5 separate regions of the Mus musculus genome follow, and all the other regions are linked to region 2. The links are chromatin contacts, called in public HiChIP or PLAC-seq and promoter capture Hi-C maps. All regions are on one chromosome and are shown on one strand. Each heading gives the region's core, a stretch centred on a gene start, on an enhancer-like site or on the middle of the called end of the contact. The rest is flanking DNA. Distances are from core to core; before and after follow the strand shown.

The links. Promoter capture Hi-C pulls out the DNA fragments that hold promoters and counts their contacts. HiChIP or PLAC-seq counts read pairs in DNA pulled down with a chosen protein or histone mark.
Region 1: a contact with region 2 is called in a promoter capture Hi-C map of 3T3-L1-derived adipocytes, with 4 times the contacts expected there. The contact joins the enhancer-like site here to the promoter of Mrm2 in region 2. A contact is called at or near these places in 5 of 39 promoter capture datasets (the 3T3-L1 cell line, 3T3-L1-derived adipocytes, liver and 2 more), 1 of 484 Hi-C or Micro-C datasets (the HL-1 cell line), 4 of 115 datasets of contacts at active chromatin or transcription factors (bone marrow-derived macrophages, embryonic limb bud and embryonic stem cells) and 2 of 9 other capture datasets (embryonic stem cells and liver).
Region 3: a contact with region 2 is called in an H3K4me3 HiChIP or PLAC-seq map of stem cell-derived neural progenitor cells, with 19 read pairs. The contact joins the enhancer-like site here to the promoter of Mrm2 in region 2. A contact is called at or near these places in 19 of 39 promoter capture datasets (the 3T3-L1 cell line, 3T3-L1-derived adipocytes, the C10 cell line and 11 more), 13 of 115 datasets of contacts at active chromatin or transcription factors (T-cell acute lymphoblastic leukemia, bone marrow-derived macrophages, embryonic basal ganglia and 6 more) and 2 of 9 other capture datasets (adipose tissue and pancreatic islet).
Region 4: a contact with region 2 is called in an H3K4me3 HiChIP or PLAC-seq map of embryonic basal ganglia, with 3 times the contacts expected there. The contact joins the enhancer-like site here to the promoter of Mrm2 in region 2. A contact is called at or near these places in 19 of 39 promoter capture datasets (the 3T3-L1 cell line, 3T3-L1-derived adipocytes, the C10 cell line and 10 more), 1 of 484 Hi-C or Micro-C datasets (CD4 T cells), 28 of 115 datasets of contacts at active chromatin or transcription factors (the 230-238 cell line, bone marrow-derived macrophages, craniofacial prominence and 14 more) and 3 of 9 other capture datasets (adipose tissue, embryonic stem cells and liver).
Region 5: a promoter capture Hi-C map of pre-B cells shows a contact between it and region 2, with 4 times the contacts expected there. The contact joins the enhancer-like site here to the promoter of Mrm2 in region 2. A contact is called at or near these places in 19 of 39 promoter capture datasets (the 3T3-L1 cell line, 3T3-L1-derived adipocytes, the C10 cell line and 11 more), 24 of 115 datasets of contacts at active chromatin or transcription factors (the 230-238 cell line, the NIH/3T3 cell line, astrocytes and 14 more) and 2 of 9 other capture datasets (adipose tissue and embryonic stem cells).

What each region holds. Positions count from the first base shown.
Region 1 is chr5:140,022,641-140,026,404 of GRCm38.p6, reverse strand. All of the region lies in intron 17 of Mad1l1 (MAD1 mitotic arrest deficient 1-like 1), which reads left to right. Among named protein-coding and RNA genes, the nearest start is that of Gm30492, 71 kb to the left of the region's middle. Within about 2 kb of position 1,969, at least 91 of the 459 cell types and tissues checked have an H3K27ac peak or open chromatin away from gene starts, as enhancers often do. A contact at or near this core is called in 3T3-L1-derived adipocytes and neural stem cells, where this site is marked.
Region 2 is chr5:140,329,572-140,333,177 of GRCm38.p6, reverse strand. Mrm2 (mitochondrial rRNA methyltransferase 2) reads left to right here and starts at 1,280. Exons shown (of 3, transcript NM_026510.1): 1 at 1,280-1,325; 2 at 1,909-2,198. The coding sequence starts at 1,318. It overlaps Nudt1 (nudix (nucleoside diphosphate linked moiety X)-type motif 1), which reads right to left and starts at 1,318. Exons shown (of 5, transcript NM_008637.2): 1 at 1,223-1,318; 2 at 705-755.
Region 3 is chr5:139,968,537-139,971,819 of GRCm38.p6, reverse strand. Elfn1 (leucine rich repeat and fibronectin type III, extracellular 1) reads right to left here. Exons shown (of 2, transcript NM_001384186.1): 2 at 1-842. The coding sequence starts at 577. Among named protein-coding and RNA genes, the nearest start is that of Elfn1, 62 kb to the right of the region's middle. Within about 2 kb of position 1,434, at least 31 of the 459 cell types and tissues checked have an H3K27ac peak or open chromatin away from gene starts, as enhancers often do. A contact at or near this core is called in neural stem cells and stem cell-derived neural progenitor cells, where this site is marked.
Region 4 is chr5:139,930,309-139,933,714 of GRCm38.p6, reverse strand. All of the region lies in intron 1 of Elfn1 (leucine rich repeat and fibronectin type III, extracellular 1), which reads right to left. Among named protein-coding and RNA genes, the nearest start is that of Elfn1, 24 kb to the right of the region's middle. Within about 2 kb of position 1,569, at least 149 of the 459 cell types and tissues checked have an H3K27ac peak or open chromatin away from gene starts, as enhancers often do. A contact at or near this core is called in craniofacial prominence, differentiating embryonic stem cells, embryonic basal ganglia and 5 more, where this site is marked.
Region 5 is chr5:139,887,558-139,891,023 of GRCm38.p6, reverse strand. No RefSeq gene overlaps it. Among named protein-coding and RNA genes, the nearest start is that of Elfn1, 19 kb to the left of the region's middle. Within about 2 kb of position 1,378, at least 11 of the 459 cell types and tissues checked have an H3K27ac peak or open chromatin away from gene starts, as enhancers often do. A contact at or near this core is called in pre-B cells and pro-B cells, where this site is marked.

The DNA.
Region 1 (3,764 bases), core at 720-3,219, 310 kb after region 2:
GAGGGTGCTTTCCCTTTCCTGAGACAGATGACAACATCAGAGTCCACTCAAAATCATTTCCTAAAGCAAATCACAGGATGGTACCTGCCGGATGTGAGATGATTTGTATTCTATTCTTGGGGCCAAGGAGCAAATTGACTACAGAGCGTGTTTTGCGATTTCTTTTTTAAATGAATGCCATCAATGAAACTGCAGCAGCAACAGCAGCACACGGACTCTCCTGCTGCAAGACAGGGACAGAGACAATCCCAGCACCGCTCAAGCCACAGGATTCGCTCCAAAGGCAGACAGCACCTTCCTCATGCTGACCAAGGATGTTGACCACCCCCTCCCTATGCCCTTTTCTACAGAGAGCAAGACACTTTGAGCAGTCTGCAGGTGCCACCTCCAAAGCATCTGCCACGTCCTGAGTCAGCTGCACTCAGCCATCCTTCCCCTCACCTGCTTTCTTGCTGGTGGAGTTAGGAGGACACTTGGTTCCAAAGACCAGGTGGATTCAGGTGGTCACTTCCTTCTTCCCTCATCTCCTTCATGGTTAGACACTGCATCCCCCATCACCCTGTGGGTCTGGAGCACCCCTCTAGTGCACACAGTGTGTCAGTTGTAGAATCCTGGGAGTAAAGGAACTAATGAAGTGGCATCAGTCACCCATCCTGAAAGTGGTTTGTGACCTTCTGATCTCCCCCTGAAACTCTGCATTACTCAAGGGAGAGGTGGCACTGGTTGCTACCAGTGCAGCCTCAGGGCTGGCTGGAGCCTGCGGATATGAAGCCTATTGGGCAAGTGATTGGCCTGGAAATGGAGGACTGGTTCTTGTGTCATGTGGAGAATGGGAGATGGGTGAGCGCTGGGCTCACCATTCACTAGGTCACCACACATGCTGAGTTCTGAGCCAACTGAGGTGGGGCTGGCAAAGTCCCTGAGGCTGGCCAAGGTCAGACAGTGGCCTCTTCTGCACTGGAATTCTGTGCTTTGCATGTGACTGATCAGGGCTCACTTTGCATTAGGGCCCTGTCTCAAGTCAGCAAGGCTGCAAGAGGCTCTGAGTAGAGCCTGACCCTGGAGGGAAGCAGAGCCCCTTTCCTGCTGTTCAACTCCAGGGGCTTGTAGACCCTGTGCCTATTGTGAGTTAGTATGCCTGGGGCCTGCCCTCACCCTATAGGGCACACCTCATAGGGATGGTAGGTAAAATGACCATGGCTGCTCACCAGCCAGCTACACATTGTCTTCCACAGTCCTGACAAGACCCTGGGCAGGTATTGTCTCCCCACACCTGAGCCTGTGTTCCTGACCTCCCTGAGGAAGCTCTGAGACAGTTGGTGGAGCTCATCATGAGCAGCCTCTGTAGGGCCTATGAGCTGGCCCCTCCCCACCATGCAGCCTGAGGAAGTCCCTCGAAAGAGGTTTAAGTCTGGTACCTCCAATGCTGACCCTCAAGGAAAGGCCACAAGGTAGCCTCAGGAGAGGGCTATGTGGGAGCTTCCTGGCTAGGATCTGCTGTAAATACCCACCTAGAGTCCTGTGGGTAGCCTCCCATCTGAGATCCTCCTGGCCACCCATCTCTACCCTGTAAAGCACAAAGTCACAAACCACTGTGCTCTGTCAACCACAGACCTCTCCATTGCTCACAGATGTCAAAAGGCTGGGGTCATGGGAAAGCTGTGTTCCCTGGGAGCATGTCTAGATGTGTGTCAAGCTGGGTCCACCCTGTAGGAGGCTCAGTGACACTGGATGAGACACCTCTAAAATTGCTGGCTACTTTCTAAAATCGCCTTTTAATCCCAACAAAGACATAAATGGCTGTGAACAGTCCAACATGCCCTCCTGGCCACCCTCCCTCACACCAGTCCCATTGACTTTGTGGGCTCAGTCCTCTTACAAAAGAACGGACCTCCTCTGTGTTCCTCTCTCACCTACACTCACTCACTCACTGGTCCTGGCCAAAGGCTTCAACTGTGCTGAGCTCAGCAGGAGGGAGGGGCAGATCAGTGTCATGAGGCCATGGCCTCTGGGTAAAGAATGACTTAGCTCTCCTGCTCTGTGAGCCCTGGCCTCAGCCCAGCAGAGTCTTGCTGGCACTCTCTAAGAAGACTGGACCAGGACAAAGCCTGCCATTTCAAAAATGAGCCTGGAGCCTGGGTCTCCTCCCCAATCTTTGTTTTTGACTCCTTCATATTAGGACTCCCTGTAGGAGACATGCACTTTGGCAGTGGGATGTTTTAATTGCCTCTCAAAATAGCTTACAATAAAGAACACTAAACTGTGACTAACCAATTGTATTTAAGGAAGCCCTGGCACAGTCAGAGGTGGGCCAGCTGATGGAGCCTGCCCACTCACACAGTCATGGAGCTACCGTGTGGCCATGTAGGCCCTGACCCCCTCTGGGCTTCCTGCCACAGTCCCCTGGGCCGGTTTCAATTGAGTGTTCCCGAGAAGGGAGTGTTACTCTGCAGCATCAGTGAATATCCACAATCAGAGAACCTCAGCCCCAAAGCGAAAGCAGCCAGCAGCACGGGCAGCTGATGCTACCAGACTCTCCACACAGAAACTGTACCGTCAGAGACTCTTGAATAAAACAGCCAGGGCAGGAAGGGGCACTCCTCTTCATGGACCCTGCTTCCCTAAGCAGTCCAGTAGCCATTTTCATCCACCATCTCTATGTAACTCAGCCCTAGGGGCGAGCTTCTCCCTTGAGTCTCACACTAGTCTTGCTTTCCCTTGACATTGGAACTTTCAGCTAGCTAGCTCTCTCTCACCCAGAGGAGGAGGCACTGAGTTGGTCTGCAAGCTAAGCCATGGGAAGTGATCATGGACAAGTGACCTGCACGTGTGCATGTAGCATTTGATCCATGGACTCTGCCCTGTTCTATGTCCTAGAGGGTCCTGGATGTGCCCTGCACTTTCAAGGAGCCCATGAGCAGAGGGAGAAGGGAAGATCTGAGGCAGGGTCCATTGCCACCCTCTGAGGGCACAAGAGTATTGGACATGTGGCGGAGATGGATTGGGAAGGACCTAAAGAAGATACTTTGATGGATCTTTCTGGCACGGAGGACATGCATCCCTCCTCAATCATTCCTGAAGGTGCTCGCCTAGAGATGGCAAGGAACAGGCACCCAGTACCCTGGGGTCTTTCTTCCAGCAATTGCAAGATAGCCATACAGATCCTGAGTAGAGAGCAGAGCCACCCCTCAGGGCTGTAACCCGGAAGCTTGCCCATGCAGGGCTTCAGCCAGAGGAAGCCGGGAGCCAGGTGGGAAGGGCTGCATGTGGATCCCAGAATCCGTTGCCTCATCTCTCTTAATTACTGGCAGGGCAGTTGCTGAGTTGAACTGGAGCTGGAAAGCCTCAGTGAGTAATTACTGTCAGAAACACAAGATCTACAAAGCCGTAAGCTCACAGCTTGGTGATGTTACCGAGTCTAATTAAAAAACAAGAAAGAAAATTCTCTTTCATGATCGACTTTCAGGGCCAGTGAAAGATGAAAAGCAAGGCAGCTTGCAGTTGATGCCAACACCAAGGGTAAGTGAGCAGTCCACACAGAGACAGGCAGACATGCTAGGGTGGCCAGGGTCCCTGGGATGTCCTCAGCCAGGAAGCACCTGTGACTCACAAGAGGGCTAAGTCACCTGACATAACAGTGTCCAAGATGAGTACTACCTTTTGCGGTGCTGGGGACATTCCTATGAATAGACTTCTCCCTCCAGCCAGTCTCTACTGTAGGTGGTTGGGGAAGTTGACTTCTACCAGAAGCCCCTGCCCTGCCA
Region 2 (3,606 bases), core at 31-2,530:
TGACTTGCCTGTGCCTGAGCCTCTGGCTTCCTGACTCAGCAAAGTCAGCCATCTCTTATTAAGCACCGGCTGTATACAGCTGTCTTTCATAGCCACAGGATATCCACAGGATATCTTTCATATCCACAGATACCAGGATACCTTACCCTTCCATGGATACTGGGATTAAAGTATGATGAAATCACTTCTTTGAAATGGCATATTTGCCTGTAACTTACAGACATCCTCCGGCCCACTTTACATGCAAACTATGTAAATTGTTTTCATGTAGGGAGTGATGACAAATGTCCTCACATTCCATACAGATGAGTGATTTGTTTTGCAAGGATTTTAAACGAGACAGAGTTGTGCCATGTTCTCCATTCTGGACTTAAACTCACAATCTTCCCGCTCAACCACCTGAGTGTAGAATGACAGGCGTGCACCAGCGTGCTCAGCTCCTTGTCTCAGTGAAATGAGCAGTGAGGACATAGATTGGAATCAGGTAGAATGGGTGTGGCTATGGCTCTGTTGATTGGCATTGCTTCAAACAGAGTCCCCATACTGTTTCCCTTTGCAATGGAAATGGGAGTGGGTGGGTAGGGGAGTGGGGGGGAGGGTATGAGGGACTTTTGGGATAGCATTGGAAATGTAAATGAGGAAAATACCTAATAAAAAAAGTAAAAAAAAAAAAAAAAAGACTAAGAACAGAGTTTAAGACTTACTTTCTTCGTTTCTGAGGCGAAAACTAGTGCTCCGAGGTCAAATGGCAGAGCCTAGAAGCAAACAAGGGTGTCCTGGTAGCTGTGATAGGTGGTAAATCGGATGTGTGTCAGGGAACTTTGGACAACCTTTGGTCTGAATTGAGGTCAAGTGTTGCAGGTGTTGGAGACAATGCACATGGAGTGCAGAGCCCAGAACCTGCCTGCAGGGGGCACTCTGCAAATGCCGTTCCCTAGCCTCCCCTCCCAGGGGCTATGGCCGGTACAGACAGGCTGCAAACTGCCCATGCATCAGCTTACCGCCCAGGTCCCCTCTCCCTCTCATTTCTGCTCCCTACTCTCTGTAGTTTCCCTGGTCTTCCCGACCTCAGGCCTGCCCAGTACCCCAGTTTTCCTGGTGGGTTTGAAGCTGCTCTCTAGTCCTTCTACCCCTTCTCTCCCCAGATTTTCCCTGGCACCCCACTCCCGACCTCCAGCGTCTCTCCCGCACCCAGATCTCATTCGCCCGGGACCATCCATACCTTCGCGCCCCAGCCAAAGTTTCCCGGGGCGGAGCCTCGCGTTGGAAGCGAGGGCGGGACTTCCGGCGGCGGGAGGAAACCACCAGCAAGCAGCAATGGCCGGGTGAGTGAGTTACGGCGTCTGCCTGCGCTAAAAGGACGTCTTTGCATACAGGAACGGAGTGGATGACAGTAGTAGGGAGCTCAGTGAATTGTGTTGCAGAGGGGTGCTGGCGACCTCCGTCCCGGGGAGCGGGACACGGGTGTACGATGTTTATTCATGTACAGACGTGAGTGAGTGAGGCTTGCAACATAGAAATAGGTGTATGGGCTCCGTGGATAAAGCTGTGCATTCGGGAGGATTGGGGTTCGGATCCCCAGAGCCTACAAAATACTGGACATGTGTGCTGACCAAATGTAACCCCAGTGCTGGGGAGGCAGAGAAAAGGGGTCCCTGGAGAAAGCTGGCGAGATAGACTGGCAGGTTGGCGACCTTACATCAATACATAAGGTAGAGAGCAAGCGAAGGGGACGTCCCTTCTCTACTTTGGACCCCCATACACAGGCAGACACATGTGCACATACATGCTAATACACATGCGTGCATGCATATCGCACATACATATGCAGAAACAAAAAGGTTGAACCAAGACTTTCTTGCCTCTCTGTGTAATGCCCACCCGCTAACTCTTTTTTCGTCATTTCAGGCATCTGAAGCTGGTAGGCGTTCCCCTTAAGGTTCGGAGGTTACACACAGCAGTGTGTCACTACAGGGGCCGGACCGGCGCTGAGCACCTGTGGCTCACGCGGCATCTAAAGGATCCGTTTGTGAAGGCCGCAAAGGTGGAGAGTTACCGCTGCCGCAGTGCCTTCAAACTCCTGGAGATGAATGAGAAGCATCAGATCCTGAGGCCCGGTCTCCGGGTGCTGGACTGCGGGGCAGCTCCGGGAGCCTGGAGTCAGGTGGCAGTGCAGCGCGTCAATGCCACAGGCGCAGGTGGGACCTGCTGGACTCCCAGCTCCTCTGACTACTGCTAGTGAGCAGCTCTTACCTAGAGACATTGTTTGAGGCTCTTTCTAAGTAGGTTTAGAGATGAGAGTTACAGAAATACGACACAGGCTGGGTACAGGACACAGCTGCTAAGTAAAGTCAGGCCCCGCAGGCCTACGAGGTGGAGGCAGGATTAGAAGTTCAGGGTCATCCCAGCTACATGGTATGTCTGTACTAGAGAAAAAAAAAAGGGCAGAGGTAGGGGGTTGGGAAGGGAGCACAGGGTGGTGGTGATGCTATGAAGATGGGTTAGTCAGCAGTGGTTCTCACTCTGGGCTGTGACCCACTGGCTTGGTGGTTGAATGGTGCATGCCGGTAAGGCTGACAAGCTTGAGTTCTCGCCCCAGGATTTACACTGTGGACGGGAGAATTGACACCAGAAAGTTGCTGTGTGGACTCCACAAATGTGCCGTGGCGTGTGCTCACTTGCTTATATACCCTCTCACATACATGATTAAATAAGCAAAATGTTTAAAAAAGAACAAAGAAGAAAACCACAGGAGTTGGCGGACAGCCTGGGTTCGCACTATGTCCCTTTCTCTAAACAAAACAAAAAGCCCCAGAAAACTAAACAATAATGGCTTCCTTTGCTTTCTGTTGCTGTCATAAGCACCATAACCAGACACTGTGAGTAGGAAAAGGTTTCCACCTGGGCTGGGGGTCTGGGCCCTGTAAGAAAGCAGGCTCTTCGAGCCAGGGGAGCAGGCAGGCTGTGCGAGCCAGGGGAGCGGGCCAGTCAGCAGCACCCTCCATGGCCTGTGCATCAGCAGCTCCTGCCTCCAGGCTCCAGCCTTGATTGAGTTCCTGTTCTGGCTTCTTTCAGTGACAGTGATATGGATGTGTAAGTCACGTAACCCCCTTCTTCTCCAACTGGATTTTTGGTTATGGTGTTTCATCACAGCAGTAGAAACTCCAAGACAGCAGGGTTTGGGGACAGGACTACTAATGTGTCCCTGAAGCCTAGGAGCTCTTGGAGGTCCCACTGGGGCCACTGGATTCCTTACTCTGGGAATGTGATAGGCTGTGTACTGTGTGTGTGTGTGTGTGTGTGTGTGTGTGTGTGTGTGTGAAATGGTGCCCAAATAGGAAAGAGAAAAAGCGAAAAAACAGCTGCATCTGTGACATTGCCCAGCTGTGGTGGCTATACCTGTGACCCTAGCCCTCTGGTGGTAGAGACAGGAGAACCAGGAATCCCAGGCCTGAGTCACACAGTTCTCAAAGAACCAAGAGCCAAAAATGAAGGGCTTGGCTCTCAGAGAGGACTCAAGTTCAGTTCCCAGCACCCACATCAGGCAGCCCCTAGCCTCCGTGATTTCACATCCAGGCCTTGAACTGGGCAGGTACCTGCACTTGA
Region 3 (3,283 bases), core at 185-2,684, 360 kb after region 2:
AGAAAGGGTTGCTGTAGATCTCACACACCGAGAGCTTGGTCAGGCCTGCGAAGGTGCCGCTGCCCAGCTGCTGGATGCGATTCATGGAGAGATCTATGTTGACGATGTTGGGACACTCCCAGAAGGCGCTGGCCATCACCACCTCGATGAGGTTGGCCTGTAGGTACAGGTACTCGAGCTTGCTCAGGCCCCGCAGCATGCCCTCCGTGAGGTTGCGCAGCCGGTTGTAGCCCAGCTGCAGCACCTGGAGGTTGAACTGGCCGGAGAAGGCCCCGTCCTCGATGTAGCCGATCTCGTTCTTGGTGAGGTTGAGGTATGTGAGGTTTCCGAAGCGGCTCAGGGAGGCGTACTGCACGCTGCGGATACGGTTCTCGTTAAGCCGCAGGTCCACGATGGTGTTGTTGATCTGTTGGGGGATGGCCTCATAGGGTGGCTGGTTCTGGCTGCAGATGGCCAACCACACGAAGCCTTTGTCACCCTCAATCAGCCAGCAGTCACCTTGGGCCAGCCCACCCGCGTGCAGTAACGTGGCGGCTGCCACAAGTACCCACGCTGTACCCCACCCGTGCCCAGCCATCTCGGGACACTGCCTGTGGGGATGGGGGGAGGGCTGGGCAGTGGGCCCCCCCAGGGGACTTAGGGGTGGGATGGATCACTGCCTGCACTGTCAGAGATGTCCTGTCCCAAGCTGCATGACGCAGGTGTCGGGAGGGAGAATGGCTCCCTCACTGCCCGCCGCCCTTTGTCGTCCTCCCCGGTCCCAAGGTGGCCACAGCCTGTTTTCCCATGGGCCTGTGTATCCTGGTGGCTTCGCCCGGTTCCTCTGCCTGAAGTACTCTCTGCTGCAAGAGAAAAGAGAAGAGAGTAAGTCACAGAAAAAAACCACATCCAAAGTCACTGGGTGACTGACTGAAGAATTCCGCTGAGCCACCCACCACTGTCTGCTGTGAAACAGAAACCATCATGCTTGTCCCAGATCATCAGGCTGGGCTGAGAGAGTCTGAGATCATCAAGAAAAGCAGACCTCCCTCAGGTCCAGTTTCTTCATGTACAACGTGGACAAGATGTCCCCTTGAGTGGCCAGCTTAGAGGTATCACAGTTACGGAGGCACAGCCTCAGATCCGCAGGGAAACAGCCTAGAGAAGAGACTCAGAGTTCTTTAGGCAATGAGTGGCAGAGCTGGCTAAGGGCAGGGCATCCATCTCTTTGAGTTATTGGCTCTCTGCCCGGCCCCCTTGGACCGCTTCGAAGTCACTTCTCCCCAAGAAGGGACAGCCACAGCACCTTCAGAACTGCCTGCAGGGGGTGCCGAACACCCAGCCAATGCGCGGGCCTGAGGCAGATCACCTTTTTTCTGCCCTAGAAGAGGCAGGCAGGGAAGTGGCCTGGCACGCTCCTGCCATGTGGCCCAGTGAACCATCCTCATGAATCAGCTAGCTGAACTCTGAGGCCATTCATCCACGTGGCACGCAGGACTTGAAGCTGTCCCCGAGTAGCAGTGGAGGAGGAACAGCCTGCTCTACCAAGTTCTTCTGGGATGGAGGGAGACAGCAAGATGACTCAGCAAATCAATGGGATTGCTGCCAAGCCTGATGACCGGAGTTCAATCCCCAGGGCCCACATGGCGGAAGGAGCCATTCAGCTCCTACAAGTTGTCCTCTGACCACGCCCCCACACAAATACAATTAATAAAGAAATGTAAAATATTTAAAAACAACAACAAAAAAGAAGTCATTTCTAAGCTTAACAAAAACATCACCCGGTTCCCAGGGCTAGGGCCACCTCTCTACACCTCACACCCCAAATTTGCATACATGCTTGGGCCTCTCTACCTCATGTCACCCTTGGCCATGTACACCAGGACCGTGCCCTTCCCCAATTCTCAGAGCCCAGATGACATGTGAATAGGACTGTGGGGTGACAGGAAGAGACCTCATGGTAGAACTGGGGTCCTTCACACCATGCTCCCCACCCTGCCCACTTGTGGGACGGAGAAATGAGTGTTAGCTTGTTAATACAGGGATTTACAGCAGCCTCCGTCACTGCTCAGTGGCCTGGCCAGCAGCCAGCAGAGTGTATTTCACCAATATTGACAGCTGAAACTAGGCAGCACTGAGGCGACAAAAATGAGGGAATATATATATATTTTTTTCCTTTTTGCAAACACTATAAGCAGAACCTGGCTCCCAAGGGAATCCATTTCTGACAGAGAGAGATGAAGTGGACAGATTGGAGGTCCAGAGGAACCCAAGTACTACCTTGGGGTGCAGTTGCTTAGGGTCTGCTTGAGCCTTGTGCACCGGAGCTGGAAAGGGGACATAGGACAGTGGGGTGGCATGATCCTCCCCTGCACAGGAAAGCTCAAGCCGGAGCTGGTAGAGTCTGTCTTGAGCACCCTGGCCCGGGTGGGCAGAGCCTTTCTGTCCCAGCCTCCGGGATGGGTGGCGCCTGGCAAGAGATCTTAATCAGCTGTAATCTCTTGCTCAAAATAACTGAAAGTCGAGTTAAGAAGGATTACAGGCCCAAAGAGGCGCCTCGGTGTCTCTTGCAGAGTGCTAGCCTCCTACGCACACAATTGCAGGTGTGCACTCGGACATTTGCAATCCTCTGTCCTCCTAGGCACGCATGCCTGTGCTCACCTACACACATGGGACAGGCTAAGTGGGGACCCCCAGGTCCTCTTTTGTCCCCTCTGGCCTCCTTCATACTCCTTTGTCACCACGTCACGCCATGCACGGCAGTCTAGCCGTTTATGCTATGATTCAGTATAGGAAACAGCCCCCTCTCCCCATCACCTCCCATTGGACCGAGCCTGCCAGATGGTGGTCTGCTGTATGAGGGCAGAGTACGAGGAACCCTGCTGCCAGCCATGGTCTGGCCATCTGAGTCTTCCTATAGTTGTCTGCCATCCTACACCCAAGCTTGTCAGCAGCGACGGGGTCTTCAGGATGGGCAGGACTCCGTGACTGTCCCCTCTACCTTGGTCAGCAGTCCCTCAAGTAAGGAAAGATGAATCCACCTCTCACGTTGCCTCTGCCTTACAGGGACTCCCACAACCTCAGCCTCACGGGCTGCAAAAGTTTCCTTCCATGCTTAGGATCAGGGAAACTGAGACTCAGAAAGAAAGGCCCATTGTGGGTCACAGTGAATCGGCCCTTCCTGTCTAGGTCAAGGGCAGGTTGAGAGGACAGGCCCATGACACCCGGAGCCATGGACACAGAATTAGGTGAAAGAGGAGCCCAGAGTGCTGAGGCCAGGGGACCACCATGGGGAGTCGTTATC
Region 4 (3,406 bases), core at 320-2,819, 400 kb after region 2:
AGAAAGCTGGTTTGTCCCCGCCCAGCAGGGGGCGCTCTGTGGTCCCAGTGCTGCCATTGTGGATATGTAGAGCTTGACTGAGCACCTCTTGGCAGTCAATCAAGTTAAAGGAGAGACCAAGAGACTCCAGTACAGGCTGGGGACGTGGCTCAGTGACAGACTGCTTACCTAACATATATGAACTCCTTCCTGGGTTCCACGCCTAGGACTGCATAGACCCAGCCTGATGGCGGACACTGCAATCCCAGCACTTGGGAGGTAGAGGCAGGAGGATCAGAAGTTTAAGGTTATCCTCCGCTGAGCAAGCCTGGGCTACAAAGGTGCCTTAAAGGTGAGAGAGCAGCTGGAGAGAAGGCTCAGCAGGGAAAAGCACTTGCCACCAAGCCTGAGTTTGATCTCAGGACCCAGTGCGATGGAAGGAGAGAGAACTGACAACTGAAGCTTGGGAGCTGTCCTCTGACCTCCACAGGCTCACCATGATATGTGCCCAAGTGCAAGCATGAGCGTGCACATACACACTCACACGCACGTAATAAAAACGAAGCAAGAAACTCAGGTACAGATCCCCCATCCCCACAGGGACAGATGGCGGTGACCTGCACAGTCATAGGCCCTTGAAGGCTGTCACTCAAAGTTTGGCAAGAGCAGCTAGTTAATCAGGCCAGGTGACCGTGACATCTATGCTTCTGAGGCTCACGCCCACCTCCTCACTCCCAAAGGGACTTGGCACCTGGACAGGAGGGTGTCCCTAACTCCGTCTATCTCTGAGGGCTGTGGGGGAACATTCAGGACCTATTCCCAGTGTCACTGGCTTGTGCCTGCTCGGTAACAAGTGGTCAGAGCAGGAGAGAAGCCAGGAATCCCCTCCTTGGCCTCACCCCACACCTCCCTCCAGCTCTCCTCCTCCAGCCTTTGTGACGTCACTGCTGTTGCCATGGGAACCCTGCCAGCCCGAGCTGGATGACTTCACATGCGGGTGGGGAGCGCCTGAGCCATAGGTCTCAAGACAGAGTTCTCCAGCAATCAGCCAAATGGCAAAAGAATCATTGAACCACTGGGTAGCTGGGTTTTAAGGCAAGGGCTCCACCCACTCCACCCATGCCTGGAACAGGAGCAGGGGGGTGGGGGGTGGGGCAGAACCACTTCCTCTCTCTCCATGAAGGTGGGAGAGGAAGAGTAAGGAACCCATGTTCTCCTGGGCTGCCTGAGGATCCAGGGTCAGCAGCTTGAGGACTCAGTTTACCTTCCCAGAAAATGGGAATGAGCCCCCCCCCCCCCAACATGCTGCTGATCTGTCATCAAGGACCACACAGAACTAAATCCTGACCAGACGGGCCTGTGACTCATCCTGTAGGAATCACAGTTAGGGGCTTCCAGAAGATTCTCCTAAACCCAAAGCCTCTGCCCAAGAACCCCAGACGGCCCTGCCCACTCTGGGGAGCCCCTCCCTTGTAACTCCCTAGCACCAGCAGAGATCTCCCGACACCTGCTCTATGCCTCACCAGGACACACTGCTGGGGTTGCCATGGGGACGAGCAGGGGGGAGCAAGTGCGGGGTGCACACAGCTGCGCTCGAGCACACGGGATGGGGAAGCACACATCCGTGGATATTTGACTCTCTCCATGGTCATACGGGTATAGCGGCCCCACCGGGTGACTGTATAACTACAGATATGCACACTCTGCACAGGGTCTGCTAGCACACGTGTTTGTGCCCTCACGAAAGATGTGGCTCCCCCGGCACACACTTGCAGGCTGGGCACATAACTCTGGGGCCCTACCAGCCTTTGGCACCCAAGGCCGATGCATCTGCCCAGACAGAGGATACAGGCCTCCCTGGAACCTCCTCAGGACACATCACTTCGACACAGTCAGGCTCCCCTGGATTCGGAAAAAACCCTCCAGCCATAACCACCTCCAAACCTGGATGCCACATCTCTGAAGTTTCTGGAACCCCACAAGGAAGAGGAAGCCACACCTGCTCCAAGCCAGACCCCCCAGAAGGGAGTCTGCTTCTAGATCACTTCCTGGGTACTCTATGTACCCCCAAGGAGAGTCCACGGTGACCTCCCAAGTACCCTCTCCATCATGAGTGCTGGGATGACAGGCAAGTGCCACCGTGCTGGGTTAATGCTGTGCTCTACCCATTGCCTAGACAACAAAACTGAGGTTCAGAGTAAATCGTCCAGCCTGCATGGTGCAGACAGGGAGGCCACACAGGGCCTCACAAGCATCTTTGCTCTGCCCGTAGCCTCGATCGGCTCAGACCCCTCCTGGGCTTCTACTTCCTTCAGCTCTGGCGCTCGCTCGGGAAACCAGCCTTCCTAGCTTCTAATTAAGGAAACAAGCCCAGAGAAGGAAAGTAACTCGACCAAGGTCACAGAGCCCTGAGAAAAATCTTACAGGAGCTGCTGGGGGTTGAGAAGCAGGCGTTGGGGGGAGGGCTCTAGAGGGCCCTCTAGAGCCCTCCCCCCAGCTTCCAGCCAGAGGAAGCAGCCGCGGGGGCGGGCAGGCAGGCAGGCAGGCAGGCAGGTCACCGCCCAGCGCTTCCTGCCTCTGTCTTTGCATCTGATACATTCAATGAAGACCAGAAGCCTCCTAATACAATTTAGAGCCCCGTGGCCACAGCCGCCTCTAATGATTAGCTCTGATTTTTCTTGGCTGTCTCTTTGAGACTCCATGCAAATGAGCCTCCTCCTCTTCCCAGCCCAGTCCCTCCTCCTGGCCCCGAGGACGGACAATGAATGAGTGTCTAAGACTAAGGGAAACCTCAAACCTCCCGGCAGCCCAACCTGTGCCTACAGCCCTCACCATGCTGAAAGCCCTGGAAAACCTAGCCCATGCAGGAGTGCCGGCTGATGCTATTCAGACCTTGGGGTCCCCTGCATAAAGGGCGGGGGGTGGCTAGAACACACTCTTTAAGAAGCTGAAGGGTCCTTAAGAGGCAGCTCATAACCAGTTTCCACCTCTGAGGGTGGGGGAGGCAATGGGGCTCAGCTGGGAGAGGGTTCCCCCAGCAAGCAATGAAGGCCTGGGTTCTATTCCCAGCACCACATAAACCCAGTGTAATAACAATGCCTATCATATAGCACTCAGAAAGCTATCCCAAGGTACTTAAGGAGTTTGGGGTAGCCTGGGCTACATGAGATTTTTTTTTTTTTTTTTTAAAGAGCAAAGGCATTGGTAGACATGGGGAAACTTGAGGCCCAGAATCAAGAACTGACTTGTCTGAGGTCAAGACTCAGGAGTATCTCCCCTGGGTCAGTGAGGTCGCACACAGCACTCTAGAAATTCCATCAGCCACCCCACCCCATTCTGCATGACACGACAGCCCTGCCAGGGGCCTGGCGGACAGACACCACTGGTGGAGAATGCAGAATCGGCCTTTAAATACCTCAGCGATTTC
Region 5 (3,466 bases), core at 129-2,628, 440 kb after region 2:
ATTAAGAAAATGAAAATAGCTCGCGACTTGCCTGAGACCACGGAGAGTAACCCTAACATGCAGGGAAGGAGGGTGAGTGGGAGGGCGGGCAGAGGGAGGGTGGCACTGCCCTGGGAACCGATAAACATTACTCTGCCCCTGAAATAGCAAGAGCGGCGGGCAGAAAAAAAAACAAAAAACAAAAACGGACAGATCATCTATCACGGAGAGGAGATGGATGGCTCCTGCTGACCAAAGAGGCTAAACTGGTCCATCCAGGGGGCTGAGGCCCGGTGCGGGGGAGGGTCTGTGCTGTTCAAAGATAGGGTCCCTGTGTTACAGCAGACAGACCCTTGGGTGCAGGGAATCCCTCCCATGGTAGGGGCTGAACTCAGAGCATCCTGTGTGTGTCCACCAGGACACTGGCCCAAGCAGGCTCCATTCCTGTCTGAGCAACCCCACCACATACAACAAGCACCAGACACTGAATAGTTCTCACTGTGTCCACAGTGTGGGGCTGTAGTTGGAGTATACTCCCAAAGCACAGTGGGTACTAAGACTCAATACCAAACAGACAGAAGAAGAAAAGCAAGAACTGATGTCTCAGACCGACTCACAGCTACTCAGAGTAGGCTGAGACAGGAGGATTATAAGATTAGGACCAGACTAGGCTATAGTGTTAGTTCCACATCTGCGGGGACAACTGAGAGACTTCGACTTAAAATAGAGGGCTAGGAGCATAGCTCAGCGGTAGAACATGCATCTAGAATCCCCTAGTGAGGGGCTGGGGGCGTGGCTCAGTGGTAGAGCCCCTGCCTAGAATCCCCCAGTGAGGGGCTGGGGGCGTGGCCCAGTGGTAGAGCCCCTGCCTAGAATCCCCCAGTGAGGGGCTGGGGGCGTGGCTCAGTGGTAGAACCCCTGCCTAGAATCCCCCAATGAGGGGGTGGGGTGTGACCCAGTGGTAGAGCCCCTGCCTAGAATCCCCCTGTGAGGGGCTAGGGGCGTGGCTCAGCAACGCTAGAATGCTACAGGCCCTGATTTCCATCAGCAGTACCACAAAACTAAATAGTCCCCAAGAATACCCTGAGTTCTCTTTGTACTGAGGTCAAGGACATCCTCCTAACCATACTAAATAAATGACCCTGGTCCTGGCCGACTGGAGCTATGGCGGACTAGTCCTTACACAAAGAGCTCTCTTTCTCTAAGACTACTGAGACTCACAGGCAATAGCTGAAATACCAGCTTAAATGAAATATTTAGCATAAGGAAGTACCTGGGCCTTTTCCCCTGATGGGGGACCACAGAGAGCACTATGAAGGACCACCCAGCCAGTCCCAGGGTGACAGCAGCCACCGAAGGTCCCACAAGCCCAGCTGTGTACCCAGAGCAGCCTCGCTGCCCCCTCTCCGCAGCCTCCCTGGAGACCCTACAAGAGACAGATGGAGAGAGCAAAGAGGAAGGTGGGGACAGATGGGGAGGTGAGAAAATGAGGAGAAAAGCAGACAGACGGCAGGAAGGAGGCAGGGGACAGAGAGGACGAGAGAGACTTCCCGGGACAGAGCCATTTCTGGACCCCACCACCTACACAGGGCTCGCTCTTCTCTCCCTCCCCGACCAAGTCCTTGCCTCGCCTGCCAGAGCAGATTTCTCCACTTCCCCAAGCCTACCCGCTTCCCAGGACTCTGCCTCCCGGGGTTTCTTCCCAGGGCTGAATTCTGTTCTTAGAAGAGAGATCTTTCATCCTGTGCAAATGACTTAATTCAGGGGAAAAAAAAAATCAAACTCCCTTTCCACCTGCAGACAGCCAGGGCTGCCCCTGATCCATCAAGTGGAGAATCCCAGAGCTACCCAGACCAGTGCCTATTTTTAATGTCCTCTGGACCCCCCAGGACCACCCGGAACAAACCCTACCTGAACTCCATCCATTCGATGGCTAATACCCACAGCGGATGTGGAAGATTGCATCCGAGGGCCTGCAGGACAGGGCAAGGCTTCTTCCCCAGTGATCAGAGTCAGCAGCTTGCCCTGCCCCACCCCAGCCCCAGCCCCCTCCCCAGGCCAAGGTGGCTCCAGCCAGGACCCCAGCCTCCCTGCTCCCAGCCCCCCTCACTGTGACACCAAAGCCCTCCGGTTCTAGCATTTCCCAAGGGTCAATTAAGATGTCTGGAGTTGATTAGACTCTGACACTGATGAAGCCCAGAGGTAATTAGCAAGTGGAAAAAAAAAGTTTTGATTAGTCCTCGGCATAATTCTCTCCAATTATTCAAAGTTCATGCCTGCAGGAGGTGGAGTGCCCCAGGAATACTTATTTATATCCAGATTTTTTTTCTCCCCGACCAACTTTATGCATCCAGTGACTCTTCAGGACTTAAACTTGTTTAGTTGGAGACCTGGGCAGGGGGCCAGGCTGAGACAGTCAGAAGCAGAGGGGCTCAGCTGAGGGGCACAGGGTCTCTTGCTTTTAGGACAGATCCTGGGGGTCCCCCCACAAATTCGCTCACTCAGCACCCAGAGAATTTTGGGGGTGATAATGCCTCTACCTTTTCTCACCGTGACCTTTGCACCCCAGGAGGCAGGGGTCCATACCCTGTTTATAAGAAGCTCAGGGTGAAGGCTGGAGTCAGGCAGGTGCAGACCTGTGCCTGCGCCTCGCCTTTCCCTGCCCCCATCCCTCACCACTCTGATGGTGAAGGCAATCCTTGCTTATGGCCTGAGGCCCAGATCAAGCCCCCAAGTCCCTTTTCTGGAAGTGATCATGGTTTACAAAAACGGGGACCACTGTGCTGGGCAAAAGGCCAAGGTGCCCTCCAAGCCCTGCTGGGTGTCACTGGTAATCTATTTCTCCCCTGAGCCTCCATGCCTGCCTCTATAGGATATGAAGATCTGTAGCGCATAGAAAATCCTGGGACAGATGTGAGGGATGCTCTAGGGACTCCAGTTGACCTGGAAGAGCCCAGCCTAGACATCCTGGGGTGTGGACAGTCACGGATGCTCCCAGAGAGGAGAGGTGAATGGGGGATGAGCTAGCTGGCCGGAGGGAAACACAAATCACAGGGAAGCATTTCCCATCATCAAGATAGTGCGGCTGCCTCTGACCACTGTCTAACAATGAGTCGCTGACTCTGATCGATCTGGTATTGTCATGTCCTGGACCAATACAGGGTTACAGGGGTGGGGTGTCACAGGAGGCTGTATAATGGACTGTCCTGGGAACCCGCTCCTCTGAGGACACTCTGGATCACAGACACAGGTCTCAGCCAGCTCCAGTGTACAAGCTTGATTAAGGGCCAACTCCAGGGGAACTGTGTGTCACACTGTCATGAGAGCAGAGTCCAGACTCACCTAAATCAGGCGAAGTGGTACTCTTAGGCCTCAGAAGGCAAAGGCAGGGGAGTCTTCAGATCCAGGCCAGTCTGAACTATATAGCCAGACCCTGTCTCAATAACAATAATAATGACCGTTATTATTTTATATATTTATTATATAT